Regions from separate parts of the Sus scrofa genome. Here region 2 is linked to region 1. The links are chromatin contacts, called in public Hi-C maps. All regions are on one chromosome and are shown on one strand. Each heading gives the region's core, a stretch centred on a gene start, on an enhancer-like site or on the middle of the called end of the contact. The rest is flanking DNA. Distances are from core to core; before and after follow the strand shown. Region 1 has its middle 49 kb from the start of WDR75. Region 2 overlaps SLC40A1 (solute carrier family 40 member 1).

Region 1 (5,803 bases), core at 1,542-4,041:
AAAGGTTGATCAATTTTATTGATCTTTTCAAAGAAATAACTTTTAGTTTCTTTAATCTTTTTTGTTTTCTTTGTCTTTATCTCATTTACTTCTGCTTTGATCTTTATCATTTCTCTCCTACTAACTTTGGGATTTGTTTGTTCTTCTTTCTCTTGTTGCTTTAAGTGTGAGTTTAGTTTGTTTATTTGGGATTTTTTCCTTGATTCCTGAGGTGAGATTGTATTGCTATAGACTTTCCTCATAGAATTGCTTTTGCATCCCATAGTTTTTGGTCATTGTGTCTTTGTTGTCATGTGACTCTAGGTATTTTCTGATTTTCTCTTTGATTTCTTCAGTGATCCATTTGTTGTTTTTTTTTTTTTTGTGGGGTGTTTTTCTTTTTGCAGTTTTTTTTCTTGTGGTTGATTTCTAGTCTCATTGTGTTATAGTTGGAAAAAAAATTCTTGATATGGTTTCAATTTTCTTAAATTTAATGAGGCTTGATTTGCGGCCCAAGATGTGATCTATCCTGGAGAATATTCCATGTGCACTTGAGAAGAAAGTGTATTCTACTGCTTTTGGATGAAATGTTCTATAACTAACAATTAAATCTATCTGGTCTATTGTGTCATTTAAGACCTGTGTTTCTTTATTGATTTTCTGTTTTAATGATCTGTCCATTGCCAAATGTAGGGTGTTAGAGTCCCCCACTATTATTGTGTTAATGTCGATTTCTCCTTTTATTGTTGTTAGCAGTTACCTTATATATTTCTGTGCTCATATGTTGGGTGCATATATACTTAAATTGTTATATCTTTTTCTTGGATAGGTCCCTTGATCATTTGGTAATGTCTTTTGTCTCTTGCAACATTCTTTATTTTAAAGTCTATTTGTCTGGTTTGAGTGATGATACTCCAGCTTTCTTTTGATTTCTGCCTCATGGAATATCTTCTATCCCCTCACTTTCAGTCTGCGTGTGTCCCTAGGTCTGAAGTGGGTCTCTTATAGGCAAGTCTTTTGCTGTTCAGCATGTCTGTGTCTTTGGTTGGAGAATTTAATCCATTTATATTCAAGGTAATTATCAATATGTATGTGCTAATTGTCATTTTCTTCATTGATTTGGATTTGTTATTGTTGGATTTTATTCTTCCTTTCCTCATTTGTTCTCTTGTGATTTGATAACTATCTTCAGTGCTGTTTTTGAATTGCTTTTTCTGAGTGTGTCTATTGTAGTTTTTGGTTTGTTGTTCCCACAAGGTTTTGAACTAGCATTCTATGTATGTACAAAAATGCTTAAAGTTGCTGGTCTCTTAATTTCAAATGCAATTTCAATATTCTGCATTCATCCTCTCCTCATGATTGTTGGTTTTGATATGACATCTGTCTATAGATGATTTCCTACTTTTATGTTTCAAACTAGAAAATTACCTTTAGCATTGGTTGTTAAGCTAGTTCGGTGGTGTTGACTTCTTTTAGGATCGCTTGTCTATAAAGCTTTTGCTTTCTCCATGGAATTTGAATGAGAGCCTTGCTGGGTAGAGTATTCTTTGTTGAAGTCTTTTCCCCCTTTCATCACTTTAAATGTCTCTTGCCAGTCCCTTCTGGCCTTGTAGAGTTTCTGTTGAAAAATCAGCTGGTAACCTTATAGGGGTTCACCTTGTACGATATTTATTGCTTTCCCCTTGTTGATTTAAATTTTTTTCTTTGTATTTAATTTTTGTTAGTTTGATCAATCAATGTCAGCATGTTTCTCATTGTGTTTATCCAGTATGGAACTCTCTGCACTTCCTTGACTCGAGTGTTTTTTTCATACTGGAAAAGTTTTCAGCTATAACCTCTTCAAATATTTTCTCACGCCCTTTCTCTCTCTCTTCTCCTTCCAGGACCCCTATGATGTGAATGTCGGTACATTTAATATTGTCCCAGAGGTCTCTTAGACTGTCTTCATTACTTCTCATTCTTTTTTCTTTATTCTTCCATGGTAGTGATTTCCACTACACTATCTTCCACCTCACTAATTTTTTCTTCTGCCTCAGTTATTGTGCTGTTGATTCCTTCTAGTGTCTTTTTGATTTCAGATATTGTGTTGTTCATCTGTTTGCTTGCTTTTTAAGTCTTCCACCTCTTTATCAAATATTTCATGTAACTTCTTCATCTGTGCATCTATTCCCTGAGATCTTACTATCATTACTCTCAATTCTTTTTCAGATTGCCTATTCTTCATTTAGTTGTTGTTGTGGGTTTTATCTAATTCCTTTGTCTGAAACATATTTCTCTGTCATCTCATTTTGTCTAACTTTCTATATTTTGTGGTCTCCTTTCTGCAGCCTGCAGGGTTGTAGTTTCTCTTGCTTCTGGTGTCTGCCCTCTGGTGGGTAAAGTTAGCCCAGGGGCTTGTGCAGGCTTCCTGGTTGGAGGAACTGGTGTCTTTGCACTTGTGGGTGGAGCTAGGTTGTGTTCCTCTGGTAGTCAGGGCTCTGTCAAGGGGTGTGTTTAGAGGTGGCTATCAGCTCAGTATGACTTTAGGTAGTCTGTTACCTCTTTCCTCAGTGTGTGCTGGCCCCTGTCCCCTTGATAGGATGCATGATTGATGTCGTGGTGACCCAAGCCTGCTCTTGATTTGGGGGCGGGGACACCTGATTGCTCCATGGTTGTCACTGTGATGGTGGTGGGGCAGGATTTGCTCCCTAGTTGTTGGAGTAGGAAGGAGCCACCAGATCTGCTTCTGAGCTGTGGTTCTGATCTTCAGTGTGATGTTGGTGAGTTGGCAGCACTCCCGCTGGGAGAGGAGCCACTGAGTATTTCTTACCAGGAGCTGTTCACCTGTGCATGTGCTCTGTTGTGTCACTTTTTCCTCATGTGTGGGCCCATAGATTACACTGTGTTGGCATTGATTTGGGTCCCAGCTTAACTGTTTGTCTGCAATTGGGCTGGTGTCTCCCAAGCATTGTTTTCACTAGGTCACCTGTGTAGATCCACTGAAATCAGGACTCAGGACTGCACTATCAGTGCTCCTGGGCTCACTGTAGAATCTATGGAGGCAGCTCACACTCTGTCCTGGTCCAACCCCTGCATTTACATGCCCAGAGAGTCCATGGCTACTAAAGCCAGACCTGTCTCAGGGGCAGGAGCACTTGTTGGTTCAGATGTTCCACCAGTGCTGAATTATAAGGCTGGCAGGAAAGGTGTAAATCCACAATGTGCACAAGGGAGATTTCAGCTCTTACTCTTTAGGTGCAGAGCTGTTTTAAGTATGGGTGCCTATCATCTATTTCCTTGGCATGTGCTGGCTGTTATCTCCTTGATAGTAGGTGTGCAGATATGGCAGCTGGTGCCTGGCCCAGGAGTACTCAGTAGTGGTAGTGGTTCACTCTTGCACCCAGAGCTGGGCAGTGACCAGGTATATAGTCCATGAGAGATGGCAGTAGCTTTTATGACTCCTCCTGGAGCCTGGCAGAGGCCAGCCCTTGGCACCCAGTTGCGGGCCCTTTGGGGGCAGCTGTAGGGCACACACGCTCCTAGGGAAGTAAAGGCAAAGGTTGGCACCCGGTCGCATTGGCAACTGTTGTAGTGGCAGGCTGCACATGTGCTCCCAGGGGTCAAGCTCGTTTATTTAAGGGACATGGACATATTGGTATATTTTGTAGTGTCCAGTGTTTCCTCTTTTAGATTTATGAAGTCAATAGGATATTTTCTACCAAAGTTGTGAATTGGTCACAGGGGCTGGAGGGGTGAGAGGAGTGTTACATAGGTTGGATACAGCACAGGGATAGAGTGGAATAGATTTAGGCATATAGTCAGTAGGAATTCAAAGATTTCCCAAATTAAGAGACTGAAGACAGGGCAGAAATGCAGATTATGTCACATAATGAGAATCATGTGAGCAAGAGTACTTAGTGCTCTTAATGCAGGAAACATGGAATGGCAAAGATCTCAGAACTCAACTTGGAGGATGACAACTGGTCCTAATGGAATAGAGTAGGAGAGCAAGATAAATGCAAGGGAGGGCAAAGGAGCTGAGAATAAGGCAGACAAGCAAAGAGTGGTGTTATCAAAGCTGGAACTGGATGCACTGCCTAAGAGGAAAAGGTAGGAAAGTTGAGGGGGTAAAACTCCAGGAGGAAAGAATGAACTCATCAGGAGACTTACCATGTGAAGAATATGAGTAGTTTTGGCGACAAGCTAAAGAAACCTAGACAGGATTGCAGAGGCTTGGTCCTGAAATAATAGAGCTGAAGTAGAATTTTTATATAATTTTTTGATTTTTTTTTTGTATTTTTAAAGACTTTCAACTTATGGAAAATTTATGAGTGTATTGAATATCCATATACTCTTTGCTTAGGTTTACCAAGGGTTAACATTTTGCTAAATTTGCATCAGTACATACATGCTTTTCCCCCTGAACCATTTATATTAACTATGAATTTTAAATGGTTTATATCACACTTCATGCCTAAATATTTCGTCATACATTTCTCAAGAATAAGGGCATGGCTACAATTCACTTAACATCATCAGGAAATTTAACAGTGTAATCCTAGATCTAAAATTTGTATATATTCAAATTTCCCCAAGTGCCTCCAAAATGTCCTTTATAGCTCCCCGCCCCATCCAGGATCCAAAGAGCACATATTGCATGTAGTTATGTCTCTTTCAGTCTCCCTTAAGCTGTAATTGTTCCCTAGCTTCTTTAAAGACTGTTATTTTTGAGTTCAGTTCTGCAGAATGTCCCTCAGTTTGGACTTACTTGTTTTCTTTCTCATAATTGGATTAAGGCTAGATCCTTTTTGCAGGAGTATAATGGAAGTGGTACTGTAGACAATAATGCACCAAAGTTCTACAAGCCTGCTATGATTCTGCTTTGCATCTTGAATATGTGTTTTATAAAGGACAAATGGGGTGATTATTCAGTGAACTGGGGATGTGCTATAAGTTGAGCTATATTTCCATGACATAAATTGGATTCACCTCAGAATTCTACCCTCCCTTGTGAGGGCTAGTTTCTGTTACTGTTACCCAAATATTTTCAGTCTAGAGTTTATACTTTTTTTTCTTTTTGCCTTTTCTAGGGCCACTCCTGCGGCATATGGAGGTTCCCAGGCTAGGGGTCTAATCTGAGGTGTTGCTGCCGGCCTACGCCAGAGCCACAGCAATGGCGGGATCTGAGCTGTGTCTGCGACCTACACCACAGCTCATGGCAATGCCGGATCCTTAACCTGCTGAGCAAGGCCAGGGATCAAACCTGCAACTTCATGGTTCTTAGTCGGATTCATTAACCACTGAGCCACGACGGGAACTCTAAAAGTTCATACTTTGCTCTTTTGTTGTAAAGGAATGGGTTTGAAAAAGAAGTTTGTCGGCCAATATATAAACGTCAAGTGTTAATCTCAAGTTGGATTTATTCTTTCTGTAATTCCTCCAAATGAAATTGAAATACCTTTGCCGTTCATGAAGATTTCATTTCACCCTACATTTCAGGTAGGGTGGCTAAATTTACCAATTGGCTGGCGTAATCTGTATATAAAATTTCTATTTCTATTAAGAGCTTTACCATACATGATTTTTCTAATGTTCTTAGTAACTGTTATGAGATGATTGCAGCCTCAGGGAGGAGACTAGGATTGTCCCAAATCCAAGTGACACTCAGTTCTTGGCTTGCTGAGTGGTTTGCAACCACATGTACAGTGACTTCCCATCTGCCTGGAGAAGGTGGTCATTTAAGAAGTGGTCACTAGAAAGATGAAGTTACCAGGTTACATTGAGATCTTGGAAATCACAATTTTTGTAGAAAGAGGGACAAATCTCACTTTTGTTATTTTAACTG
Region 2 (5,647 bases), core at 793-3,292, 120 kb before region 1:
AAATTATATTGTATAGTGAGATAGGTACAGTGTGGTAAAACTGACACTTTTATCAGTTTTTCCCTGTAATTCTTTAGACTTCCTGCTATATCTTGATCATCACTATTGCAAATATTGCAAATTTGGCCAGTACTGCTACTACAATCACAATCCAAAGGGATTGGATTGTTGTTGTTGCAGGAGAAGACAGAAGCAAATTAGCAGGTAATTTGGTTTTCTCTTTCTACTAAAATGGGTTATATTAGGATTCACTACAAATCAGTGGTAATAAATTACACTTATGCCTTTTTCTGAGTATTTTTAAAGAATAGTCAATTGAAAACATAGTCTTTTTCTTACCAGTGCAAAGATTTGTCTCACTGCTCTGAAGCTAATATATAGAAGAGTGACCTTCTCTTTTATTCTAAGTAAACCTGGCAAATTAGAAGAACATTTCTTTTGACCTCTTTCTTTCTTTCTTTTAAATTCTGTTAACTGTTTCCAAATGTTTAATTAATGCTTAGAACAGTGAAAATCTGACATGGGATTTTTTTCAGTCATACTATAAAAATTATTACCAGTATTAACTGGTCATATTATGGATATTATTTTTATCCAAACCAAATGGAAACAACTTAAGTCTATAACTTCTAGTTAATTCCTTCAACTTTAAAGTTATAATTGTTATTATAATTGTTATTATATTATGCATGATGTAATTGCTTTTACAAATACTAAAGAAATGGAGGACAGAACATAGGTTTTTTAGGAAGTTTATGTCTTTATTGTCCATTGGAAATATATACAAGAGGGCAAATAAAGGCTGAAGAATGCTTACAAAGCAACATGTCCATTGCATCAATATTACTTGGGCCGTGAATAACCTACTTCACTCAATATTCCCTACCTCCCCCAGCCCCATACAGCACCCAGACACAAATTGGATTGAAATTACACAGAGTAAAGGAGGAGGGGTATACATATCTGCTGATCAGGTCAGCTGAATTAACTCTCCTGGCCATTGAGATAATGGGTATCACAGACACATTGCCTAACCATCCTGACTGACAAGAAAACCATTCCTGATGACTACAGTTGGCTTATCCCAGGACATGGAAGAGAGATTAGGTACTGGGGTGAGCAAGCAACTTTGTTTGACTGGACATGTGGTTAAAAAAGATAAAAGAAAGTTGGGAGAAAGCGAACAAAATCTATGTAAGGTCTAAATGAAGAAAAAGAATTTGCTTTAGTCATCACTCTGTGGTAGCAGTAATAATATTGCTCAAGATAGAAATACAGCAGTGATCTTAGAGGTTGGTGAGTGAGGAAATGAATTTAGCACATGTGAGTCTGTGATGCAGACTTCTCTTTGGAGCTAAAGCAGTGATTCTCACTAACTTTTCTTCCTGTGATTATTTACTTATAGGAAATAATTCCATATCTCTTTTAGCCACATTGAATTAAAAGATAAGGCTTTGTCCTTTTTTTTTCCCCCCAGTGTTTCTTCCCTGTTCTTTATTTTCTCTTTTTAGTGTAGTATTTTAAGGATGTACCACATGTCCATGTTTTAAAATTCAAAGGATACAGAAGGGTATATTTTGAAAATATATCACATATGTATCTGTTGGAATACATTTTTGGGGAAAAGTTGGCATTTAAGATAATTCTCTTCTCTGAATATCTTAACTCGTATTGACTCTTGGAAGTCTATATGTCTGTAATTGAAAAAAAAAAAAAAGCCCTGAGTAGAGAGAAAGTTACTCAGAATATTTCATTTTGTGCTAAATATCTAAAATAAATAAATAACAAAAAAACAAAAAAATTCCACGTAACTTTGGGGCAATCTTTCTGAGTCCAAAGTGATATTCCAGGAAAATAATAAAAATATGGCTGGCCATTTCTCAGCTATCTTTCTTTATGTGGGGAATTATTGCTGAGAGGAAGAATCCAGGCTAACAAGTGTACTTTCTGACCTGGAGTTTCTCAAGTTTAAGAAAGGAAGTAAGCTGCCCAATGAACTCTTGTCCTCTGTGAATTAGTTTAGTAAGCAGGGCTCTTTCCCATCCAGCCAGTAGTGTGGGTTAGTAGCCCAGCAAAGGAAACCCTCCATGGACTTTTTCCTCAGGTTTTGACCTCCACATTTTGTTTAAAAATTAACTAAAAACCATGCTTCAAAACAAACCTTGCTTCAAAACAAGAAACAAAAACTTCTTCCATTTGAAAGTTAACCAGGCTGTAACCATGGATTTTTGGTACCATTTCTGCTATCAGACAGAATTACAGAACAGAAAAAAAGGAGGGTAAAGGAAAAATAGAAGAGAAAGGGGAAAAGCATTTGAGGAGGAGACTCCAGCTGCCGCCTTGGGTCCTTTTGATTTTGGGTCTCTGTACACAGAAACCTACTCCAGTCAGGAATAATTTATGTTTATGCAGGCTGATTTTTTTTTTTTTTTGGTCTTTTTAGGGCCACACCCATGGCATATGGAAGTTCCCAAACTAGGGGTCAAATCAGAGCTGCAGCTCCTGGCCTATTACTACAGCCACAGCAATGCCAGATCCGAGCTGCATCTGTGACCTACACGAGAGCTCACGCCAATGCTGGATCCTTTACCTGCTGAGCAAGATTAGGGATTGAACCAGCATCCTCATGGATACTAGTCGGGTTCATTTCCTCTGAGCCACAACAGGAACTCCGTATTTTGAGATTTTTGAGGTTGCTGGCAAAGAAACCAAGCAGGAGACTGGGCAGAGCCAGCTGAACCTGTGTGCAGTGTGTGTGTGTTGGAGAGAGAGAGAAAGAAGGCGTGAGCCCATAAAGAGGGAAGGTTATGAGCTGGATGCTGACTACTCATTCCCTCATCCCAGTGTTTCTTAATTTCAGAGTAATTTTTTAACTGGGAGGTAGTACCACTGAGGGTAAAGAACAAGAGAAATTTTCCCTGGAAGGTGGAAAAGTTTTAAAATTTCAGTAACATCAGGTCAAAATATAGCTGTTATCATCTAGTTTAGACAGCTCCAGAAAAGATATTCTTTTCTTACAAAAATGCTGTTAATTAATCTTTTAGCTAATTTGTCTAGGTAATTGATTTACTGTTTTATTAAAACACTCCCTCCAGCCATGACCCTCAGCCTGTTTGAAACACTTCCTTTCCCAGACGTTTTACTCCATCTGTTATTTTATTTTCTTCTCCATTTCCTTTGTTAATTACTCTTTATTAATAGCTTCTGAGGTTTTTCTCGTCCACCATTCTAAAGAAACATCTGCTGGCATCAAGTATGGCAGATAAATTTCTTGTTTGAATTATATTGACTGAACATTGATTTCACATTTGAGGTAGACGAACCTGCCAGCCGCTATTTGCTCAGCAAATCTTTTCTTTACTATGAGTCTATGAGATGTAATATACCCTTTAAAATAGCAAGTAGTTATTGAAGTCATGTTCTGTGCCACAGCTGTAGCTGCAAACAGTTCAGTTGGAATTAAATGAGCACACATTTGTGTATCTGCATGGGAATAAATATAAATGTGCAGAAAAAAAATGGGTTTGCACATTCAGAGGACTGATTTTTCTCTAGCTGGTTACCAGTAAAATGATTAGGTCTTTTTGAAAAGTTATCATTTAATTTGTTCTGCTTTAGAAAAATAAGAGCCATTCTCTGACACTATATTACATCTAAACATTATTTATTAGCTTCCTTAGACATTTCTAAATTCTAAATAAAAGACATTGGTGACATTAGAAAGTTTATGAGCACTTGAAACAGAGGTAATGAATGAGAAACAAATCATTTTAACTAAATTTTGTTGTTTTTCAGAGGGTTTCAGATCCAAGTGTATATTTTCACTAGTACTTGATTTTTGGACTCAAATTACTGAGTTCTTTGGGTCAATTCTATACCTCCCTGTTAGGAACTTATTACTGGGGGGCAGATGGAATATTTTCACTAGTACTTGATTTTTGGACTCAAATTATTGAGTTCTTTGGGTCAATTCTATACCTCCCTGTTAGGAACTTATTACTGGGGGGCAGATAGAATGGTGGACTTCAACTCTGCAAAAACGGTCGTGTGTACATACGATCAATGAAACTGCCTTTACCTCTTAAGTGAAAGGTGAAATATGTCAAAGTTCTCCTGTTATCATATAAGCATTATACACACATAGGGCTGATTGGAAGGCTGGTGAGCACCAGGAAGAACTAGAGAAGGCATAATGGCAATTTTCTGTTAATGTTCTTATTAGTCACGTATTGCTTTTTCCTTAAGGAGCCCCACATGATTGTAAGGACTTGTCTCAGTAATCTTTGCTCTGCTCTATGAGATAGAGAATGAGAAAGTAGTTCATTTTCTTGACTTCCTCTCCTTCATTCATCCTGTTCTCCACTGTGACTCAGCTATATGTTCCCAGAGTCCACTTCCATAATCTCAATCTTTGGCATCCAAGACCTCCTATCTTTCCAGCTCACTCCTCCTGGGACCCCAGCCCCAGCACTCCTCCAGCCTGGTTGGCACCAACGAGTAATTACTCTACTACCTATTCACTGCACATGACCCCTCTTGTGTCCCCTCCTTACCCAGCTTCAATTCCAAGGTCAGTCGTTCTGACCCTGGGATGCCTCTTAGCATATACTCTCAGCTCACTTAGCCTCTCCTTTTGTCACTTTCCTTATATAAGACCCTCTCCGTAGTAGAACTTGGCTGGTGAAAAATGTATGCCTTTGCTCACTGTTCTCACTTAAAGTTCATAACCACTGGATTCATATGGGGCCTTTCATGCTGCCAGCTGATCATACTCTTCTCTGGTGCTTTCCTTCTCCCACTTTCCTAAAGAACTATTTTGGACTTTCTCCTTTCTCTTTATGCATTCAATATCTCCTCTCCCATCCTTACCTTCCCTGATGACCTGGCTTTGTATTCTACTGAAAAAATGGAAAAATGAGAAGAGAACTTCCAAGTGCTTCCACCATCACATCGCTCTTCCTCCTTCCACCTGAGGCCATTTACATGACCTCCACTCTTGTGCTATTGATGAATTGCTTGCACTCCTCTCTGAGAACAGCTCTGCCACTTGTGCCATAGATTTAGATGCCATACCTTCTCATCTACTGTAACATTCGCATCAACATATAAACATGATATAATTTGATATCATATATAATTTACTCTTCTTAAAAATCCCTGTCTCTACTCCTCTACCATGCCATTTCTTTATTCTCTTTCTGAGCAGAACTTAACAAAAAATATCAATGTTCACTCTTTCTAATTCCTTTCCTTGGTTGGGGCCTTGCTTTTTATAATGTCGGCCCCATTATGAATCCAGGGAGTGCCACTCACTTAAAATATAATAGAAGTGGTGTCCCCTGAAGTTAGCAGCAGTCACTTAAACCAACTTCAATCAGACATTTGCCCTTACTGCTCCACCAGCATTACTCTTTTTGAGGTCTTCAATACCTTCTATGTGATCCATCTAAAGCTGCTCAAATTTCTTGGCTTATCAGCAGCAATTGTGTTGGTTACTCTCTCCTCTTTGAAACACTGTCCTCTCTTGGCTTCTCCTGGTTTTCCTCCTCCTTTGCTGGTTCCTCCTCATCATCCTGACCTCTGAACATTGGCATGTCCAGGACTCAGTCAGCAGACTTGTCTCTTCTCAGTCTACACTCACTCCCTT

What was found. A called contact is a pair of places that touch in the nucleus more often than the background predicts.
Region 2: a contact with region 1 is called in a Hi-C map of fetal liver, with 1.7 times the contacts expected there. The contact joins two enhancer-like sites. A contact is called at or near these places in 2 of 5 promoter capture datasets (fetal liver and liver), 10 of 47 Hi-C or Micro-C datasets (embryonic fibroblasts, fetal liver, heart right ventricle and 5 more) and 1 of 2 datasets of contacts at active chromatin or transcription factors (skeletal muscle).

Annotation. Positions count from the first base shown.
Region 1 is chr15:94,027,614-94,033,416 of Sscrofa11.1, reverse strand. No RefSeq gene overlaps it. Among named protein-coding and RNA genes, the nearest start is that of WDR75, 49 kb to the right of the region's middle. Within about 2 kb of position 2,791, at least 1 of the 83 cell types and tissues checked has an H3K27ac peak or open chromatin away from gene starts, as enhancers often do. A contact at or near this core is called in fetal liver, where this site is marked.
Region 2 is chr15:94,146,581-94,152,227 of Sscrofa11.1, reverse strand. It overlaps SLC40A1 (solute carrier family 40 member 1), which reads left to right. Exons shown (of 8, transcript XM_003483701.4): 5 at 78-204. Among named protein-coding and RNA genes, the nearest start is that of SLC40A1, 12 kb to the left of the region's middle. Within about 2 kb of position 2,042, at least 10 of the 83 cell types and tissues checked have an H3K27ac peak or open chromatin away from gene starts, as enhancers often do. A contact at or near this core is called in fetal liver, where this site is marked.